Linked DNA regions of Sus scrofa: region 2 is linked to region 1. Evidence: chromatin contacts called from public targeted proximity ligation data. All regions are on one chromosome and are shown on one strand. The core of a region is the stretch at or near the end of the contact, and the rest is flanking DNA. Distances in the headings are between cores, read along the strand shown.

Evidence for each region.
Region 2: a contact with region 1 is called in a targeted proximity ligation map of skeletal muscle, with 18 times the contacts expected there. A contact is called at or near these places in 24 of 47 Hi-C or Micro-C datasets (adipose tissue, alveolar macrophages, blood and 14 more) and 2 of 2 datasets of targeted methods (alveolar macrophages and skeletal muscle).

Annotation. Positions count from the first base shown.
Region 1 is chr4:14,771,362-14,777,488 of Sscrofa11.1, forward strand. No RefSeq gene overlaps it. Among named protein-coding and RNA genes, the nearest start is that of ZNF572, 52 kb to the left of the region's middle.
Region 2 is chr4:15,058,472-15,064,598 of Sscrofa11.1, forward strand. The region is part of intron 3 of MTSS1 (metastasis suppressor protein 1); the gene reads left to right. Among named protein-coding and RNA genes, the nearest start is that of NDUFB9, 52 kb to the right of the region's middle.

The sequences.
Region 1 (6,127 bases), core at 1,855-4,354:
CAAAACCCATATAAACAAAAGCTTTTTTAGATATTCAATAATTTTTAAGCATGTAAAGGGAACCAAACAGCTGGAGAAGTACTGTTTTATGCTACATTGGTGAAGGCTCCTGTTAGCTGCTGTGACCAAGTGATGTGTTATCCAGCATAAGCATCCTTTTCTGGATATTCTCTGACCCTAGGCATCAACCTGACCCTGAAATAAGGTACTTTACTTCAAAGAGCAGCTGAGCTTGCTAAAAGGGGACCCAGGGTTCCAATAACGGCCCACCCCCTTTCTGTCTCCCTCTCTGTTCTCCCTCCACCTGGAAAGACCATGGGCCTTGAAGCAAGGAGACCTTGGTCTTAATTTCAGTTCTGCTTTTAACCAGCAAGGGGACCCTCAGAAAGTCTCTTGAGTCTCTGGTCTCCATAAAGTAAGAAACGTTAGTGCCTGGAAGGATCCTAAGATTTTTTTTTTTTTTAGGAATCAACAAAGTAGTGGAGACAAATCTGGAACGTGCTTACAAATGTAAGTGATAATCACGGTCCAAGAAAGTCTTGTCATATACAGTTATAGGCCATTCATTTAACATTTACCAAAAATGTGGCCTAATGCAGGCATTGAATGAAAAAGGCATGATGCACAGTTCTGGCCTGTGTCCCGCATCCTCAGTCTGACAAGGAAGATGAGTGTAAACAAGAGTGAGGCAGCATGAGGAGGCAGATCCTTGAGCGCTTACCCCGTCCTTCCTCCAGCATCTGCTCATGCTTCTTGCTGCCTTGTGAGCCCTCTTTCCTTCAGACGACTGAAAGGTGCTGCATCTGTGCCTCAGCCCCGGGACGAGAGAGAAGAGCTAGAGAAAAAGGTTCTGAGTGTTTTGTCAAAAGCTTGTCCTCAAGGAGTCTAGAAGTTTAGAAATCCCAAGTGAGACAGGAGAAAGCTTTCCGTCCTCTTCCAAGCCTAGAAATGAGTCTTGGGGTTGGGGGTAGGGCCCACGGAGCCCAAGATGAAGACCCTCAACCAACAGGAACCATGGAGAGGAGACAGGGCCCTAGAGCCAGCTGATCTCCTTTCTAGCAAACAGCGTCCAACCTCAGAACCAGGGGTTCCTAGAAACTTGATGGTCTGTGCCGGGTACCAACACTCTGTCCTTCTCCTTGGCCTCTGACCTCCTCATCAGCAACCAGGATACTGTCCTCTGTTAACCAGCAAAAATGGCGCCCATATGCCCCCCCCCCAGCACTTTGCTCAATCGCATTCTGATGAATCCTGTAGAGATGACCTTATTTTAATGGCAAGAGACTCTGAGTAGTTAAGGGGGAGAGGGACAAACCTCAGAGATGGCTGATACCTAATGGAACCAGCCTGAGCTCTCCCACAGTTACCCGTGGGATCAAAGCCCAAACAGAAATGGGCAGGGAGCAGCGAGAGTACAGAGGAAGTGATTCATTCTTCCAGGCCTTCCTGGGCAGGAAGCTAGTGGGAGGAAGAGGGTCAGGGAGGGCTTCACAGAAGAGGTGACATTTGAACTAGGTGTGGGTGCTGGGCTCCTGAAAATCAGCCACCAGCCGCTTCATGGACCTCAGCCTGTCCAGTCCAGGAAGAAGAGGCCATTTCCTGGGAAAGAGGAGCCCGTGGAGAAGGCACTACTAGGAACCAGAAGTCAGAAGGAGACCCAGCAGACACCAATTCTTCTTTTAAAAATGTGTGGTTTCCAGAGCATAGATATTGCCCTATTTCCATAGCTCTCCACTGACAAATAGTGACTGCCACTCCCTGAGTTAGGCTAAGCTGGGTAAGGGGCTGCACAGCAGCAGAAGGGCCTCAAGTGATTTATTGGATGCTACATGTACGTCAGACAGGCAGGCATGGAGCTCCAGCCCTTAAAGGGAAAGGGCGTCACTGCCCCTTCCCCTTCCGTCCCCTCCACTGGCAGGAATGAGGATATTGCTCTGAGCTATTTCGGGCCATACACATGAGGTGACACCCTAAGGATGGAAAAACAGGTGACTCTGTTAAGCAAAGCCACGAACCCAACTCCAGTTTTACCTGAGACAAAAATAAACTTCTGTTATGCCACTTGGAAGTTCTCAAATGTAACATGTGTATTTATGTCCCAATATAGTAGAGCCTAATAAAAATAGGGGGAAAAAATTGAACAAATGCTCACTCGAGTATGGAATTTGTATAGATACAAATGATAATAAATGCAGTGAAAAAAACACACATAGAATATTTCCTAAGAGGATATAATTGGAGGGGGCTAATTTATAAATGTCACCCAAGGAAAGCACTTGTCATACTTCAGGCAACTATAACACAATCCACAGACTAGATAGCTTAACGAACAATGATTTCTCACAGTTCTGGAGGCTGGGAAGCCCACGATCAGGGTGCCTTCAGACTTGCTGCCTGGTGGGGACCTTCTTCCTGGCTTGCAGGCAGCTGCCTTCCTGTGTCCTCACACGACAGAGGGAAAGAAGGCTCTGGTCTCTTCCTCTTCTTATAAGGGCACTAATACCATCCTGAGGGCCCCACCCTCATGACCTCATCTAAACCTAATCACCTCTCAAAGGCCTCACCTCCAAATAACACCACACTGTGGGTTAGGACTTCAAGATATGAATTTTGGCAGCAGTGGAGGTGAGGGGAATCACAAACATTCATTCATAGCAGCTTTTCTGAAAAAAGGGATTTTGCTAAGAATGATCGCACGGGTAGGGTTTGGTCAGGGAGAAACAGAAGAGCAAGAAAAGAATGTCTGTGAAGACTCTGAGCCACAGAGAATTTGGGCACTGCTGGGATCCCAGGAAGTATAAGCATGAGCCCCTCTATGCCGAATCTTCAGTCCTCTCTCCATCTCAGGCCTACTGATGGGTGACGTGGCCTGGGCCCCTCAGAACCTGGACCAGAGGCAGCACAGCTAATTCTAATCCAGATACCTCTTGGAGGGATGGCTGAGGTGCCTCTAGAGAGATCTGGAGGACAAACACAAACCCTCTTCCTGGAGGGTGCCCCCAGGAGTCAAGCTGAGAAGCTGAATCTCAGGGCCTGAGAGGGAGAGGAAGCTGGGAAGGTTACACTGGGAAAGACCCAAAAGTGGGTCAGGAGGCGAGGAGAGACAGGTGTGCAAGCTGAGACTCCGAGGCTAAACTTAGATGTGACCTGACTGGACACCGGGGCTGCTCTGTACTGGGGGCTTGATGTGTAAGCATGGCTTGTGGTTTCACTGCCATTCCTCCCATCCAAGTACTAACCAGACCCAACCCTGCTTAGCTTCTGAGATCAGACAAGATCGGGTGTGTTCAGGGTGGTATGGCCATAGACTTCACTGCCATTTCTAAGTGTGTGCCAGACGTAGTAGCAAATGCTCTCAGTGCAGAATCTCACCTCATCCTTACACACAGAGTTTATAAGGTGGGCATTGTCTTCATTTTACAAATGAAGCAATTGGAACTCAGAGAAGATAACTGTCTAAAGCCACCAAGTGGGTAGTGCTGGCCTGGGTTGGCAGTGGATCAAAGGCGTGTCTCATCTGCCACCCACCCAAGGCCTTGCCAGGAACATCTAAGCTGTCCAGAAGAGCACATGGGCAGAGTACTGCAAACTCTGGGTCTCGTAATCAAAGACAGGCTGCGGCTGTGTTGACTTTGCTGGCCCAGGACCTAAACAAGCCAACAGCTGAATCTGAAGCCTGTAGGCAGAGGGAGAACTGCGTTTGTCATCATATCTCCCACCTGTTCTCTCATTTTATTTGCTGCATGGCCCCCAAAGTATTTGAATGTTAACGTGGCCACCATTCTAGAAAAATCTTTCTTTAGCATCAGAAGCCAGTTGAGGAAGCTTTCTTGAGCCCCTCTCCAGCCACTCTGGGATGTTGTCAGAGACCAGGAGCCTGAGTACTGACAGATGGCTTAGATAGCTAACATCCAACATGCACCATCCTTTCTCCTATTCAGGAAGGTAACGGGTAGGCAAGGACCCTGCCTTGTGAAATAGCCTTGACATGCAAGCAGGAAAGAAGTTCTTCAGGAGCAGAAGGCAGTTGTGTTTTCCCAAGCTGGAAATCAGCAGGTGGGTGGCCACTAGTTCACGGAAGGTTCCAGGGAGTGGGCTGAAAACGTCTCTGTATCTTCTCCCTGAACCTTGCCACACTGCTAACTCGCTGAGGCACTTGGGATTCCCACTGGAGAGCCCACCCACTGGAGAGCCCACCGGTCTGGTCTGGAGTTTAACCAGACACCACCATTAGGTCCACAATGCAGAGGCCTCTGCAAAGTGTTGGCCTCTGAATCCACAGTGTCTGAAGGCACCATTTGCAGACCCCGCCTTGTCATCTAGGGTAGCAACCACCTAGCTTACCTAATAATTAAAGGACTTTGAGTGCGTTTGGTTGCAAGATGCCATGGGCAAGGGAAGTCATTTTCCTGAAGTCAAAATACCTGTGTTCACTACCTTTTTTTTTTCTGAAGTCAAAATAGCTGAGTGTTAACTTTTTTTTTTTTTTAAGATGAAAGCAACTACCTTAACAATAAAACAAAATAAACTGATGCTGCCCATGGTATATCTACTGGAAAGCTTTAGTTGAGATGTCCCATAAATATCCTGAAAATTAAAGTTTAGCAAAAAAAGATGGGATGGGGGTGGGGGTCACTGAGAAGAAAGACAATATCCGCCTCTGTTGATTCGAGTGTTCAATGAGGGGAGCACTCATCCTTAACCCGAGCCTCACCCCTTGAAAAATAATCTATGCTCCAATGAAATAGGAAGGGGTGGGGCTCCTGGGTTTTTGAAATTTCTTCTCATTCTAACAATAACAGCAAAGTGAAGCATGATTTGCCCTGGGTCACAGTCTAATTGCCTCTGAGTAAGCGGGTCCTGAACATGCTATTTTTCAAAATCTCAAACCTGCTTCCCTGTTTCTCTTTTGAATTTCCTCTTCTATAACGTGTATTTATATCCTGCCTGTTATAAGCCGGCGAGAACAATCACTAGCAGTATCTGTTTCCGCTCAGATCCTGATGTAATTCACTTACCTTCTTCCCACGATTTTTCTTTTTCCCCTTGCTGTCAAACTAAACTGTCTAATGATGATGAAGGGAGGAGGGAGGTGGCACCTTTGGACTTTATTTAAACAAACAAACAAAAACAAAACTATTTGATTCTGAGTACGTGGAAGGAGTTAGTAAATTCTTTTGCTCATCCCATCAAGAATTTACTTAGAGGCTGCTCTGCATTGGTGTGCCAGGCAGTAGGAATGAAATGGAAGACAAGATATAGTCTCTTCCCTTCAAGAAATTCAGAGTCTAGTGGAACATGCAGACAGAACGAATACCCGAGGTATTTATAAGAAAGGGTGGTGTGAAGATTGATTGTTACTGCTGGTTTTAGCTAAAGAAAGAGCAGGGGTGGGGGATGATTTCTGTTGATTGGATTGATGTTGTCAAGGCATTCTCATGACAACAATAACCACTAAGGACCAGCCAAAGGCAAAGCAAGCCTTTGATGGGCAGTCACGATCTGCCCAAAGACCAATGCCTTTGGTTTTAACTCTGGGGATGTGATCTCTGACTCCTACCAACACTAGAGGGAGAGGAGTAAAACGCACAATAGAGTTAGGAAGTGAGTCCAAGGGCCGGTGGAGGTGGGGGGGATGGGGGTGGGGTGGAATACAGCTTCTTAGCTCATTGGCCATTAGAAGGACTCTCTCTCTTCCAAGTTCTGTGAGCACTTCAGTGGAGGTCTTGGAATCACCTACCTGGGAGACAGCGGAGGGGCTGGTCGGCAATGGTGATGCACCAGATCCTGAAGGCACGGAAGCAGCGATGACAAATTCCCAGCGTCCATGCCGTTACTTCCCTCACCAGCATCAGCAGCCAAAGCCAGCAACTGATCAGGCCACCTGATCTCAACCCAAGCTGCTCCTCAGAACCAACTGCTCTCTGACTCTGATTAGGATTCTCGTCAGAGGCTCCGAAGCGTGTTACCTAACTCGCCGCACCATAGATGCACATGAAGGAAGTGAATCGGTACCAATCAGTGCCTTGGGGCATTGGGGTTCAAGTCTCTGAGGAACCCCAAATGCCACCAGACAATCCTTCTCAAAGGGCTGCACTAGGCAGCGCTGAAGTTTATTCACCACCTT
Region 2 (6,127 bases), core at 2,665-5,164, 290 kb after region 1:
ACCTGCATCCTCATGGATGCTAGTCTGATTCATTTCTGCTGTGCCACGACGGGAACTCCCATAGGAGCATATCTCTTAAATGGGGGATGGGCTCACCTAGTCCAGCCTGGACCAGGTCACCCAGAAGTTCCGTGTCCTAGAACTCAAGTGGGTTTGCCCATCTCCAGCTGAGGTCCCACTGGTTCCCTGCCTGGGGTTCCCAAGGGCTCCCTGCTGACCTTTTGTGGGTCTCGCCATAGGGGTCCGCCTGATGGCCTTTTGGGCTTGGTCCCTTGACCGAACATCTGGGTAAAGCTTGGTCCTTAGTAGCTGGGACATCAGACTTGAGCTCCCTTCTTAGAATTCAGACTCACACCCAGGTGTCACGTTGAGGCTCACTCTCCCTTTCAAAAGGCCGTGTAACAGCTTAAACTTTTTTTGTTTCTTTTTTTAGGGCCACACCCGTGGCATATGGCATTTCCCCAGGCTAGGGGTTAAATTGGAGCTGTAGTCACTGGTCTACACCACAGCTCACAGCAACACCGGATCCTTAACCCACTGAGTGAGACAAGGGATCGAACCTGCATGCTCACGGGTACTAGTCAGATTCGTTTTCACTGAGCTAGGACAGGAACTCCGTAGCAGCTTAAACTTGAAATAAAAGCATCCCGAACATGGCAACCAGATTGCAGGAGGGTGCCGGCTTTACTGTCAGGCATGATGCTGGTGTGTGCAGAGCTGCGGGTGCCGTGCCAAGCGCCGGGCATCCCCCAGGGCGGCAGATGGTGTGATGCACGGCAGCCCTCCAGCCGGCCATCAAGATGAAAAGACACCTGATGTGGCAGGTTCTGGGCTCTGAGAGCCGGGGCTTGAGAGGAAGGTGAAAGAGAGACGTTCCTCCCTTGCATGCTGAGCCCCCACAGCATTGTGTAAGTGGTCCCGGATTCCGCAGGAACTTTCCATGCTTTGTTAGCAGGAGGCTGGTGACATAACTGTCTTGAGCTTTGTGACATGAAAATAAACAACAAAGAGAGATTGAGGGCTGGGGACACCTTTAGAAGCTGGTTATCCAGGGCAGCTTACCAGAACCACCAAGAGATGGACTCCGTGCAGCCAGTTGACCTTGAACCTCTCACTGCTACAGCTTCAGGTTGCCTCCAATGACCACTTGGTTGGTGCACACCTGTTGATAATGAGGAGTTCCTTCCAGGGCCCCCTCGGGATGCTCCTTCTCAGCTGAGATGTTAGGAAGAAGGGACTATCAGGGCAGAATTGCTCCCCACCCCTCTTACGTGCTCAGAGTTGGACTAATAAGAAAATTGACACAAGACAGATTTGCTGGAGAAAAAGAAACACATTTTAAATTCTTGTGCACGGAGGTCTCATAGAACTGGGACCAATGAAGTGCCCAAAGCAGGCAACTTTTAGACTTTTTAGACAATAAATTTATGAGAAATTGATGGGACAAAGAAACTTAGATTTGGGGTGCCCTATTAGGATAGAACCTAAGCAGAGTTTGGGCTTGGGGAAGTCAATTAAAGAAGTAACTAGGTTTGGGAGGAGTTCCCGTTATGGCTCAGGGGTAACAAACCCAACTAGTATCCCTGAGGATTCGGGTTCAATCTCTGGCCCCACTCAGGGGGTTAAGGATCCAGTATTGCTCTGAGCAGTGGTGTACATTGCAGACATGGCTCAGATCTGCTATGGCTGTGGCTGTAGCTGTGGCATAGGCTAGTGGCTGCAGCTCTGATTCAGCCCTTGGCCTGAGAACTTCCATGTGCTGTAGGTTCTGGCCTTAAAAAAAAAAAAAAAAAGTAACCAGGTTTGTTTGTACAGGCTTCTCAGCCTGGGGTCCCTGTCTCTGGCAATAGGGTGTCCCTCTGCCTCTGGATTCAGGGAGGGCAGCGTTCACAAGAGAGATGTATTTCCTGCTTTCAGGGAGACAGAGGAGGGCCAGTGTGTCTGCTTTGCATTGGTCGTTTCTTAAGTAAGTTTAATTCAAAATAAGCACATTTTGGGGCGGTCCACCGAGCCCCAACAGAGCCATTCTGGCTTTCCAAAGAAAGAAGCCATCTTTTGTACCGTTAATTGCCTTCCACGCACCCATTAGCCAGGAGAAGGGCGATCTTACATGTGGGAGAAGTGAGGGCTGCCATGTGGTGGCTGGTCCATCCATGTGGATGGATGCTCCGGCCAGGCCTGAGTGAGTTACTCCGGCCTCTGCCTTCTTGTGGGACTTGGCTGGTGATGGCTACATCTGATGGCTGCATCAGAACCCACTGATATAACCAGGGCTTTTTTGTTTTCTCTCTAAAATACGCCAACCCTTGCCTGCAGTAAGCTTGAAGCTAAATGGGCTTCTCTCGCTCTCTCTGTGTCTACACATTCCTTCTACCCGAGTCATAGGTTTAACCAAGGGCCGGTCGTGCGTGTTCCCAGCCCTGTGTGTGCCAGGCGTATGTCATTGTGCTATTTAATTATAACGGATATAAATCTTTCGGATATGATTGTTTCTGCAAAATAAGTGTTTAGAAAGATAAGAACAAAGCGAGTGGCTTTCACAAATATGTATGTTGCAATCAAGTAAAATAACACTTTAAAAAAGGAAAAAATAAAAAAGATAAGGAAATGTGTGAATTTGCAGAACAGGAGAACCAGGTCCAAGAGAGCAGGCTCCGAGTGTGTTAATTTGGCTCACCCAGGTCATTGGAGACTCTGGTTTCTTCTGTGTTCTGTCCACAGGCTGGGCTGCATCCTGAGGCAGGGGTTCCCACGCCCATAAAGCTGGCTGACCGCAGCCACTGGGCAGCCTGCTTCCTGTTCACACTCTGTGGGGGTCCCTTTGGTGTGTTGATCTTAAGATCCAGGAACATTTTCACCAAAGGCCTCCCCAACAACCGTCTCACCATTTTTGTCTTCTCCCCAAACCAGCCACTGCCAAAGGGGATGGAGTCAGATCATTGCCCCAGATTAGGTATCTGGGGATGAATGAATGGACTCTGGGGAGGTGACCCCCGTGCTCCATGCACTCTCCAGATTAACAATTCCTACTCCTCTTTGGTCAGCAGAATAATGGCCCCCGCCACTGCCACCCCGACATCCATGTCCTCATCCCCAGAACCCGTGACTATCTTATTGTACACGACAGAAGGGGCTTTGCAGATAGGATTCGGCTAAGGATCTTGAGAGTATCTTGGATGATTAAAGTGGGTCCCTACAGCTCAAGAGTTCCAAGGAGGGAGTTCCCGGCGTGGCTCAGGGGGTTAAGAACCCGACATAGTGTCTGTGAGGATGTAAGTTCCATCCTTGGCTTCTTTGCTCAGTGGGTTAAGGATCCAGTGTTGCTGCAGCTATGGCGTAGGTCGCAGCTGTGGCTTGGATTCAGTCCTGGGCCCTTTTCCATATGCCACAGGTAGAGCCAAAACAAGAAAAAAAATTAATAAATAAACAAAAGACAAACCCAGCCCCTTATCCTGCCTCCTGGTATAGCCCGAACTGTTACCATTTCTCTCTGCAAAGGGACATTCAGTACGGGTGCTGGATACAGGAAAAACTGAAACAAGGAGAATCTCATCCTCACTCACAAGCTGCTAAGTACGTCTCAGTCATTTGATTCCATAAATATTCTCACGGTCAACTCGGGGCTCTTCCAGCTGTCTGCCCTGGCTTGGTCACTCCAGCTGGCTTCCTCGGAAACTTTTTCAGACCTGCTGTTTTTGTTTTTTTGTTTGTTTGTTTGTTTGCTTTTTAAAGTATTAGCAGGGGTCAGGAAGAGCAGAAGACACAGTGAAGCACACCCACAGATAGAGCTATTTTTAGGGGGGCCCCCAGTGGCCGAGATCAGCAGTAATTCCAGTGGGTTGGGTGGGCCCTGAGGTCTGTGGAGGATGTCGGCTGGCTGTCTCCTGTCCTCGTGCCACTTGGATGCAGACACAGCTGTTGGGAGGTTTTCTCCTCCTGTCGCCGGAAGGCCTGTGCTGCAGCGGCCCCGTGATGGAGCGCACGCAGCATGTGCCCCAACTGCTTGTTATCACTGTTCAGCTGTTTCTGGGAAGCCCTGGGCTTTCCTGGGGATGACAGATGACCAGGGGCAACCTAGGAAAGCATCTGGGAAGCCAGCAGAAATCATGGAGCAGAGAAATGGGGTCAGGGAGCCAGGCTGAGGGGATCTCCAGCGGTAGTTCTGTTTTGGGGAACCTGAGGCGTGGCTCACCATCTAAGCAGCTCTCCATCAGGCAGCTCTCTGTAGCCACCTAGCAAGGATCGGAGCCAATTCGATCATTCGAGGCTTAGGAGCCCAAACTGGTGAGCTGGACTGTGAAGCCCTAACACCTGTAAGGGTGTGTGGCTACGTTAACAGAGTGTCTGGGCTTTTGGCTCTGCCCTGTCCCACCTCGCTTTGTCTGTAGTGTCCCACGCTGAGTGGCTACACGCATGGGCTCTGGAGGTTCAGCCTGGGCTGGATTCCCGTTCACTAGCCGCGTGACCGTAGTCACATTACCGAGGGCGCTTTTCCTGTCGGTAAAATGGGGATGATGATAACACCGACGCGCTTGGGCGTGTCGTGCAGCTCAAATGGGTTCACGTGTGTAAAGCACGCATCCCAGGGCCCAGCACATGCTCCCCTGCACACAAACCACTCACTTCCTGGGACCCAGAACATCACTCTCCAGCGCTTTAGGTGACTGCGTGTGCTCTGCCATGGTGTGGCCGTGTCCTAGGCTTTATCACCCCCCCCCCGCGCCCCCCCCCAGAACAGGATGTTGTTTCCAGCTTTTTCCGCCGTAAACAGCATTTCTGTGACTGTCCTCATAGGTGTGAGGATTTGCTCTCACCCTTGATTGTTTCCTCCAGTAAAATTTCTAGGAGTCGAATTGCTGGGTCAAAGAGAGGGCTTGTTTTTAAAGGCATTTCTTAATAGAGGCTGCAAAATTTTCCTCCCGGAAAGTACTAGCTTATAGTCCTCCCACCCGTGAATAGTTTCCTTGCTTGCATGGCCAGGCGATTAACTTTTAATCAAATGAAGGCCCAGGACAAACGGGAGCTATTTCCCTGGGGATAAAGTGTTCCTGGTCCTTGCTTATAAGCAATAAACGCTTCACAACCTGAAGTGAGCCCAGAAGGCACGTTGCTGGTGTGAAAACAGCGCCCTCTACTGGTTTTCCCGGTGGAGCAGCGTGAGCTGCAGTAAAGAGATGGCCAGGTTCAGGTGGTCGCTACCTCCTGGCAGGTGCCAGGAGCCATGGGGCAACATTTTACCCTTCTGGCCATTTAGAAAGTCAGCTTCAGGTGGCTTTTGATTCTTGCTCAGGTTCTTCACAGCAGGCTTCATTGGAGGGCGTTTTGCTCCCCAGGGACCCCCGGGTACTGTGTGGAGACATGGATGTCACAGGCTCTCGGGAGGCTGAGGCCAGGGGTGCTGCCTATAACATGCAGGGCAGCCCCCAACAGAGAGCCATCCGCCTCTATGTGTCAGTAGTGTTTAGATTGAGAAACCCTGTTTAGAGGAATGGAAGGTTTGCTTCAGAAGGCTTCTTTTCAGACTAAAAGAAACGATAGACATATTCAGCATCTATTACTATTATTACTGATTTTTTTTGGTTCTGGAAACCTGATCGTTTTGCAGAATAAAATGGAAAATTGGTGGCACTAAAACAGCACATTGGCATTTCTAGAAGAGAAGGCACAATGGAAAATACAACCCATAATAATGTCACGTGTATGAATAAGGGAGGGAATTTTTTCCTATTAACTTGACTTGGTTAAACCCGCCATAAATTCCTACGGCTTCCCCCTTGAAGGCCTTCTCGGTTAAAAATAGTGCTTTTTTTTTGACACTTGTCCCTCTGGTCTCACGAGCCCTGGTGATTTCATAACGTTTATAATTGCGCTTTCCAGTGGTCAGTGCAGAATTGCCATCTGTAGTTATGCTTTGCGTCCCCCTCCCCCACACCCAAGTTAATGCTGATTTAAGTGTTGCTTCTAACAGGGGGAAGGAAGGGGACTTCAAAAATAATCTTAGAAAAGGGTGTGCCTGAAGGGAAAAGTATGACAAGAATTTTGGGGAAACCAATCTGTATTTCAACTTTCTTCAACATTTGCATGCATTTGAAGATGTCTTTTTACTGGTGTTACCCAAACCCATGGG